2 separate regions of the Anser cygnoides genome follow, and region 1 is linked to region 2. Evidence: chromatin contacts called from public Hi-C data. All regions are on one chromosome and are shown on one strand. The core of a region is the stretch at or near the end of the contact, and the rest is flanking DNA. Distances in the headings are between cores, read along the strand shown. Region 1 overlaps FANCA (FA complementation group A). Region 2 holds the start of TANGO6 (transport and golgi organization 6 homolog).

Region 1 (3,747 bases), core at 564-3,063, 110 kb before region 2:
TAAGAAGCCATCGTGTGGGGGATTTGAGGCAGGGGGAGGAATTCAGCTTCCCCCAGTAACTGTGGGCAGCTGTTCGTGTGTGGTTCATGCAGTAGCGGCCATCCTTTCCTCATTTCCCTTGCAGAGGTACGGAATTATATCTGTGATGAATGCGGGCAGACCTTTAAGCAACGCAAACACCTCTCGGTCCATCAGATGCGGCACTCGGGAGCGAAGCCCCTCCAGTAAGTGCACATCATCATCTGTTCGTAGCTAAAAACGGGACAGAAGGCGTCAGGAAGCTCTGGTGTCCTTAGCACAGGGTAATTCCCTGCCCCCAGCCCTGCCTGTAGCACTTTAAATGTTCATCCGCTTCTGCAGCGCGTGCCCCAGCTCCAGCACGTCCCTTTGCTGAGCAGGTCTCACCCCTTCTGCTCCTGTTCAGGCGACTGCTCAGCTCCAGCCCTGAGGGTTAGGGTGTTGCTTGTCCCGGGCAGTTTTAGGAGATGCTACGAGCCAGCCCCTGAGGCTGTGGCATTTGTTCTTCTCCTGCAGCCCCAGGTCCTGGTCAGCACAGCCTAAGGTGAGCTGGTCCCTGTGCCAGACAGCTTGGGCTGGGAGCTAAGCCTGTGCCTTGCCTTGCAGGTGTGAAATCTGCGGGTTCCAGTGCCGGCAGCGCGCATCGCTCAAGTACCACATGACCAAACACAAAGCCGAGACGGAGCTGGAGTTTGCCTGCGACCAGTGTGGGAAGCGTTTTGAGAAGGCCCATAACCTTAACGTCCACATGTCCATGGTGCACCCTCTGACCCAGACTCAGGACAAAACCAAGCCACTGGAGCCAGAGCCTATTCTCCTCCTAAATACTTCAGGGACTTCAGAGAGCCAGGCAGTAAAGCCAGAAGTGACTGCACAGCAGGAGCCCACCTGAGGGGGATGGGGCAGATTTCCCAGTCCAGCCCTGTAGAAACTATACAGCAGAGTGGAGATTTTTAATCTACATTTTAGTCTCCAAAGAACTCAGTGGAATTAGCTTCAGCTTGCTCAGAAAAAGCTTGTTATCATGCTGTGATTCTCCATGCTCACGTCTGATTCAGCAGTGTTGTACTAAGAGTCTGTCTAATCCAAGGGGAGTGGATGTTTGGCAGCACCCCTTTCTTGTCCCCGTTCTCCCCACGCACACAGTTGTAGAAACAGAGTTGGCCCACAACTGTTACCGACCTGCACAAGCTGCTGCCTGTACAGTATTGCCCGCAGGTGGCTGTAAGGGTACCTAGGACAGTGGAGCAACTTTCAGCAGACATTTTGTTTTGGTTTAAAAAAAAAAAAATTCCCAAAGTAAGACTAAATTGAAATTTGTAACCTACTTTTTATTGTAACAAGAGCTTCATGGTTATGCTTGTAATAAATTATTTACAAAGTAATTGGAAAGAAACAGCACTGGTGAGACAGAAAGGTAGCACGGGGTCTGTCCCTTGTCCCCAGTCAGCAGGGTGGCGCTGCCTGGCCCTCAGAACAGAACCAGCTCCTCGTCCAGGTCCAGAGCTGCGGCCGGCCTCGAGCGATGCAGGAGGATGGCTCCCAGCTCGGGGTCAAGTTGGTCACACGCGTCTAGTAACTGGGGAGAGGGCACGTGTTGGGTGTTAGGCCCGCTCGTGCTTCCTCAGAGCAAGTTACAGCAACAGCAGTGAGTTGTGCAGGCAGCTGCTGCTGACCGCTGCGGCCATCAGGGGCTGCAGGCAGCCAGCGCCGTGCGCGTGGGGATTGCACCACCTGCCCCGTAACCGGGCCTGGCACTTTCCGTAAGACCAAGCATTAAGCAAGAGAGCATGAGGGTAATGTTTAACGGAGCTGAGAGCCTGCAGCAGGGCAGCGGGATGGCAGTGGCTATAGCACAGGTCGAACAGCAGGTGGCTGCTGCTCCAATGCCTGGTACGGCAGCACGCTGCCTGCCGCCCGTTAAGCGAGTGAAGTGTGGCAAGAAAGGCTACACAAGCTGGTGCTGCTCAGACACTGGGCTCTCAGGCTGGGAGGAGAGAAAATGCTCAACGCACCGGTCCTACGTTTCCAAAGCTTCTGGTAGGGCAGCGAGGAATTGCAGCAAGCAGGAACCGACGGGCCTTCGAGATCACCTCCACGGGATCCCCCTGAGGAACAGACGAGACGAGGCACTGCCGAGCCCCCAGCGGTGTCACTCAGCGCTCAGCCCCTGCCTCCAGCAGGGGCACAGGGACCACCAGGCTGTGCCCACGGCCCAGGCACAAGCTGAGCAGATCGTTCGCTCAAGGGCTCCATCCATTCTAAGGCCCCGTACAAGTAGGACAGCAGTGGGGCAGCTGAGGGTTCAGGCACCAGCAGCGCCTGCAGCCCCTCACCCCAGGCTGGGAACACGCTGCCTGCCCGCAGAGGCATCTCCACGCGATCCCACCGCTTTGTACAGGAGAGTAAGAACAAGAGGGACGCTGCAAGCAGCAGGGGGAAGGGAAAATGGATAGGATTCACAGTTAGGAGAGGAAAAAGAGCCTGAGCTTCACTCACGTGTTCCGCAGGGTCTGGGCCTTGTCCCACCTGGTCAGTCTGGGGCAGGTCCTTCCCTTCCACAAAGAGCTGAAGCAGCTGGATGTAGAGGTCGAGCGCCACGTAGAGGAAGAGCTGCTCTCTAGCAAGCAGCTCCTGATCAAAGCCAGGGGTGAGACTATGGGAAGTCACACACGTACCCAGTCAGTGCCAATTCCACCTTAGTTTCTAACAGCAAGACACGAGGTAAATTCAGGTAGTGCTCCCGCTGCCATCTATTTCACAAGTCCCATTGTGTGCAGGGCCACCCCCTGCCAGGAGCGATAACACAGCCTGGGACACTTCCATTTGAAGCACAAAGATGAAGGGAAACTTCTAGCAAAAGAGATGGGGGGTTTCTAAAACAGTAGCCCTGCCATGATCCAGCGTTCTCTCCTGCCCAGCTAACGTAGGAGCTCAGCTCGCCAACAGGCCAGCTGCTGTCCACGTCAGCCACCCACCACATCCTCCCTCATTCCTCCTGAAACCAGCAGGACATTCGGTACCTGTAGAACGCAAGAGGCAAGAGCCGGCTGTGGCAGTCGGAGGCTGCACTGCGCAGGACCAAGTATTTTCTGGAGCCTGTAACAGCCAGAGAGGAGCACTAAGCATCTACAGCGGTCCTCATGCTACCTCGTGTACTGCTACAGCAGCGCAGGGGCTGCACAGCTTCCTCCCAGCCCACACTAAACCCTGACGCTAGGGTGCGGTGATCCTGAGAGAAGACAGCTAGAAGACAGCTGTTCCCTCTTAGGCTTTCTCTACCAGATGAAACAATACCGAGTTTCAGCCAGCTCTAATCATCAGCCGGGTCACCGTACCGTCGGGTAGAAGCAGGATGTTCTCAGCCTTTACTGAAGCAATTTTTTTTTCCCCCATGCAGCTCACAAAGGCCCAACAGTTCCTCCTTACAAAGCACATTCATTAATCAAAGAGAGCATTACTGTCCAGCACTAGACCTCAACTTTCCATCCCTTGGAGGCAGGACTCGCTCACCTTCTTCTGGTGACTGGAAGAGAAGTGGCCAGGACGCGCCCCTCTCTTCCAGGCACTGCAAAATCTCCAGGGACCATTCCAGAGAGGTCTGAAAATCCACGCCCTCCTGGGTGTCAGAAAGGATAGATCACCTTAGGTTTTAGTTGCATCAAAGCAGAACAGAAGTCCCAGTAAGAGATCACACACATGACATGCTCTATTAAAGGACCTTCAGGA
Region 2 (3,710 bases), core at 625-3,124:
AGCCCCCTCTGACATCCCTGGATCCATCACTCACATCCCTCTCCTTCAGTGCAGATAAAGCTCAGGATCACTGGGGCTTGAGTGTTTTGGGGAGCCCATGTGTTTCCTGCTCCCCCTCAGCTCCAGACAGGTCACGGTGCCGTTTGGGGTTCCCTGGGGAGACCAGGGAGGCTGGCGGTAGGCACTCCTTGTCCTGGAGCTGAGGAGCTCCTGGATCAGCTTCCAGCCTCCCCGTGCCCAAATCCTGTAGTGGCCATCGGCTGGTGCTCAGCACCTCTCCTTCATCGAGGAGAGGCCCCCACCGCCCCTCTCCCTCTGCTTCAGAAGGAAAGGGTTTCTCTGGCGCTCTCCAAAATACCTCGCACTCCCAGACCTGAAATCACCGCCGTGCTGGCAGCCTGCCACGCTCAGGGAACGGGACGGCCCCGCGTCCAGCTTTTGTGTGGAGCTGCTCAAGCATGTGCCGATGCAGGGTGGATGATCTATAAACGCAGATTAATGATGTGCCATTGTCTTTCTATGATACATGAGGGAATTATATTTGATATAGTACTTGCAGGCAGATTTCTATTTTTCTGTATACCAGATTATATTATTTCCTTTTGTGTCATATTATGTGTAATTATTGTGCAGTTAAGAGAAGGCGCTTTCTGAAATCAAACAGCTTTACTTAAATTCTGAACCGTGTTTAGCTGTTGTCACGTTTTATATTTTTAAAATGGGAGAAGGGTCTGATGCGGGCTGGGAGACCAGCAATTGTCTAGTTTTAATTGATTGTATGTTTTTTATATAAAACTGAAATAATGCGTTGTTTTAATAAAACTAGAAGGCCATTTCTTTGTGCGTAGCTCTGCCAGCTGCACTGCCTGTGGCCGTGCTGAGAGGCAGGTCTGCCCTGCTGTGATTCTTGTTATGGCTACGGCTGCTGCTGCCTCCGAAGTGCAGAAAGCGAGTGCTTTCTGAAGCCCCTGCTCTGTATAACAATCTTACTTGGGAAGGGAGCGATCCATAACAGAGCACGTGTTTTCTCAGCACCGGGGCCGATAAGAGGTACGGCTGGCAGCTAATAGCACGGCAAGGTTTTACCTTACCGCCTGGTCTGTTTGGACAGGCCCTGGGGAAAGGAGGAGCAGAAGGCTGAGTGAAAACTGGGCTTGCACTGAAGTGCCTTATCGTGGTGGCTGCACCCTGTGTGCCTAGCGCAACGCTCTGACCCACGCGGGCCCAGCAGCGGAGGCGAGGCTGTTATCGCTGATGTTTGCCTAACCCTGCAATTACTCTGTTTTCTCTAGAGAAGCCCTGCCCTTTAAAGGAAGCACAAAGCAGACGAATAACATGCCCCACAGTGCCTGCATGCTTTTAAACATGCAGCAACCTAAGAGGCAGGTACAGGAGTTGCAACCGCCCTGGTTTCAGTCCTGGAGAGGCGAGGTGCTGATGTGTGTGCTTTGTGACATACACGTAACGTGTTTACTACAAGGCAGCACCTGGCTGCAGAGCTGGGAGCAGGGCTAGCTCCGTCCTGCACGCCTCTCCCACACGGGGATTACGACACGGCTCTGTGTTTGTCTTCTTTCACATAAAATAAAATGATAAATAAAAAGATAAAATGGGTGGTTTCTCCCCAGGAGCTGCCGGCTGCAGCCGGAGCCTGTGCTCCGCGTGTGGACGAGGCTGAGCCCCAGCCACCCCGGGGCCGCCCCCAGCCGGCTGCAGGGATGTGGCGGCACAGGGGCGGCAGGTTTCCTCAACCACCTGCCCCGCCGCGGCGCCCGGTGCTCCCGGCGCCTCCCGGCACCTCCCGGCAGCCACACCGAGCCCCGGTACCGCCCCACCGGGCCGGGCCCGCCATGAGCGCCGCGACCTGCCCAAGATGGCGGCGGGCGGGGCCGCCGTCCCTCCACGATGCCCCCAAGATGGCGGCGGGCAGCAGCGCCCCGCCCCTTCTCCCGACCTCCCCAAGATGGCGGCGGAGAGCCGCGGGCCCCTCCCCTCCCCGTCACGGCGGCCCCAAGATGGCGGGCGGCGGGGAGCCGGCGCCGGGGCAGGTGGTGGAGGCGCTGGAGCTGCTGCTGCGGCAGCCCGCGGGGCCCGGTGAGCGGGGCGGCGCGGCCGGGACCGGCCCGGAGGGCGCCCTGCGGCTGGAGACGGTGCTCAGCAACGCGGCGGCGCTGGACGAGCGGCTGCGAGGGGAGCCGGGCTGGGCGGCGCTGCGCGGCCTCCGCTCCGCCGTGCTGGCCCGGGCACCGGCGCTAGCGGCCGGGGCGGAGGGCGAAGGCGAACCGGGCTGGGCCGCCGCCCGCGCGGTGCTGGCGCTGCTGCTGTGCCTCAAGGAGCGGCTGCTGGCGCTGGCCGCCCTCCCCGCCGCCCCCGCGGCCGTGCCCGGTGCCCCGCCGCCGCCCGCCGCCGACACGCTGAGCGCCGCGCAGGGCCGGGCGGTGCGGCGGGCGCTGCGGGCCGCCGTGGGGCTGGGGCTGGCGCCCTACCTGCCGCCGGGCGTGGGGCAGCGCCCCGGGCCGCCCCTGCCTCCGCCGCTGCCCCCGGGGGTGACCCGCGGGGCCCGGCTCCGTGCCGCCACCGGCGCCCTGGTGGAGCTGTGCCGGCACCCCGCGCTGGGCGGCCCGCTGCTCGCGCACCACCTCGGCATCCTCCTCGCCGGGCTCTGCCTGCTGGGACACGGCCCCGCTGCCCACAACGAGGTCGGTGGGCCCGAGCCTCCCGCTCCCCCGCGCGTGTCCCGACGCTTTGGTGCCGCTTCGCGGGGTGGCCGGTGCAGGGGGTGCCCTGAGAGCCCCCGTTCAGCACAGCCTCCCTCTCCGGTGGCTGCTGCTGAGCCACGTCAGCCTGAGTGTAAAAGAAGAGGTTAAAGCACCGCTTCACGTACAGCCTGGGAGGGAGGGCTCGAGGGGCACCAGCGCCACACCGCCGGCAGCACCACGCCACAGGGAGCTGGGTGCCAGCATCTCTGCGGGTGCAGCACCCACGGCCGGGCTGCCCTCACCACCTCAGGGCTTGTTTTTCCAGGGCCTTTCGGAAGCGGAGCGAGCGCAGAGCCGGGAGGCCCTGCAGCACATCCTGGACCGTGTCTACCAGCCCCTGGCAGTGCGGGAGCTGCTCGTCCTGCAGGGTGGCCCCAAGCAGGTACTGGCTGCAGCGGAACCATCCCGATGCAGGGCAGCCGCGGATCCCGCATCCCAGCAGGAATATGATGGCCCAGCAAAGCACCTTCCGTCCCCTGGGCTGCCTGTTTGCGTGTCATGGAGGGTCACCACTCAGCCTGCAGGGTGACGTGCTGCTGCCTCAGCACCGGCTGCTGTTTGTGGTCTTTTCAAAGGCTGCCTCATGGTGGTGGGGAGAAGGAAATGGGAAATTCGTGCTGTCTGCAGAGGCAGCTGCTGGATCGCACCCGGGGCTGCTGGCTCGGGTGCAGCTCTGTGCCATGCTCTAGCCTCTGGCTGGGACTGAAGGCAATTCCTGGGCAGGCAGAAGCTGCCATCCTGTGTGCAAGTGCTGCAGAGGCGCTGCGTGAGGAGCTCACGGGGGTCAGCACCCTCAGTACATGCTGTGGCTCACCCAAAAGCCAGGGTCTCTCGGTCAGATGAGCCGAGCTGATGTCCTGCTGCAGCACGGCGTTGCCAGCCTTGCTCCACGTGTCCTAGCAAGCGTGCACATTCAAACTGCTCAATTTGTAGATTTGCAGCCTCTGAACA

Evidence for each region. A called contact is a pair of places that touch in the nucleus more often than the background predicts.
Region 1: a contact with region 2 is called in a Hi-C map of liver, with 4 times the contacts expected there. The contact joins the enhancer-like site here to the promoter of TANGO6 in region 2. A contact is called at or near these places in 3 of 7 Hi-C or Micro-C datasets (fetal liver and liver).

The regions. Positions count from the first base shown.
Region 1 is chr12:1,427,102-1,430,848 of Taihu_goose_T2T_genome, reverse strand. It overlaps FANCA (FA complementation group A), which reads right to left. Exons shown (of 43, transcript XM_067004304.1): 39 at 3,532-3,637; 40 at 3,042-3,117; 41 at 2,548-2,674; 42 at 2,034-2,126; 43 at 1,329-1,597. The coding sequence ends at 1,490. It overlaps ZNF276 (zinc finger protein 276), which reads left to right. Exons shown (of 11, transcript XM_067004307.1): 10 at 125-224; 11 at 625-1,403. The coding sequence ends at 910. Among named protein-coding and RNA genes, the nearest start is that of ZNF276, 8.5 kb to the left of the region's middle. Within about 2 kb of position 1,813, at least 3 of the 3 cell types and tissues checked have open chromatin away from gene starts, as enhancers often do. A contact at or near this core is called in fetal liver and liver, where this site is marked.
Region 2 is chr12:1,314,655-1,318,364 of Taihu_goose_T2T_genome, reverse strand. TANGO6 (transport and golgi organization 6 homolog) reads left to right here and starts at 1,874. Exons shown (of 18, transcript XM_048050507.2): 1 at 1,874-1,975; 2 at 1,977-2,699; 3 at 3,025-3,141. The coding sequence starts at 1,874. CDH1 (cadherin 1) reads left to right here. Exons shown (of 16, transcript XM_067004243.1): 16 at 1-833.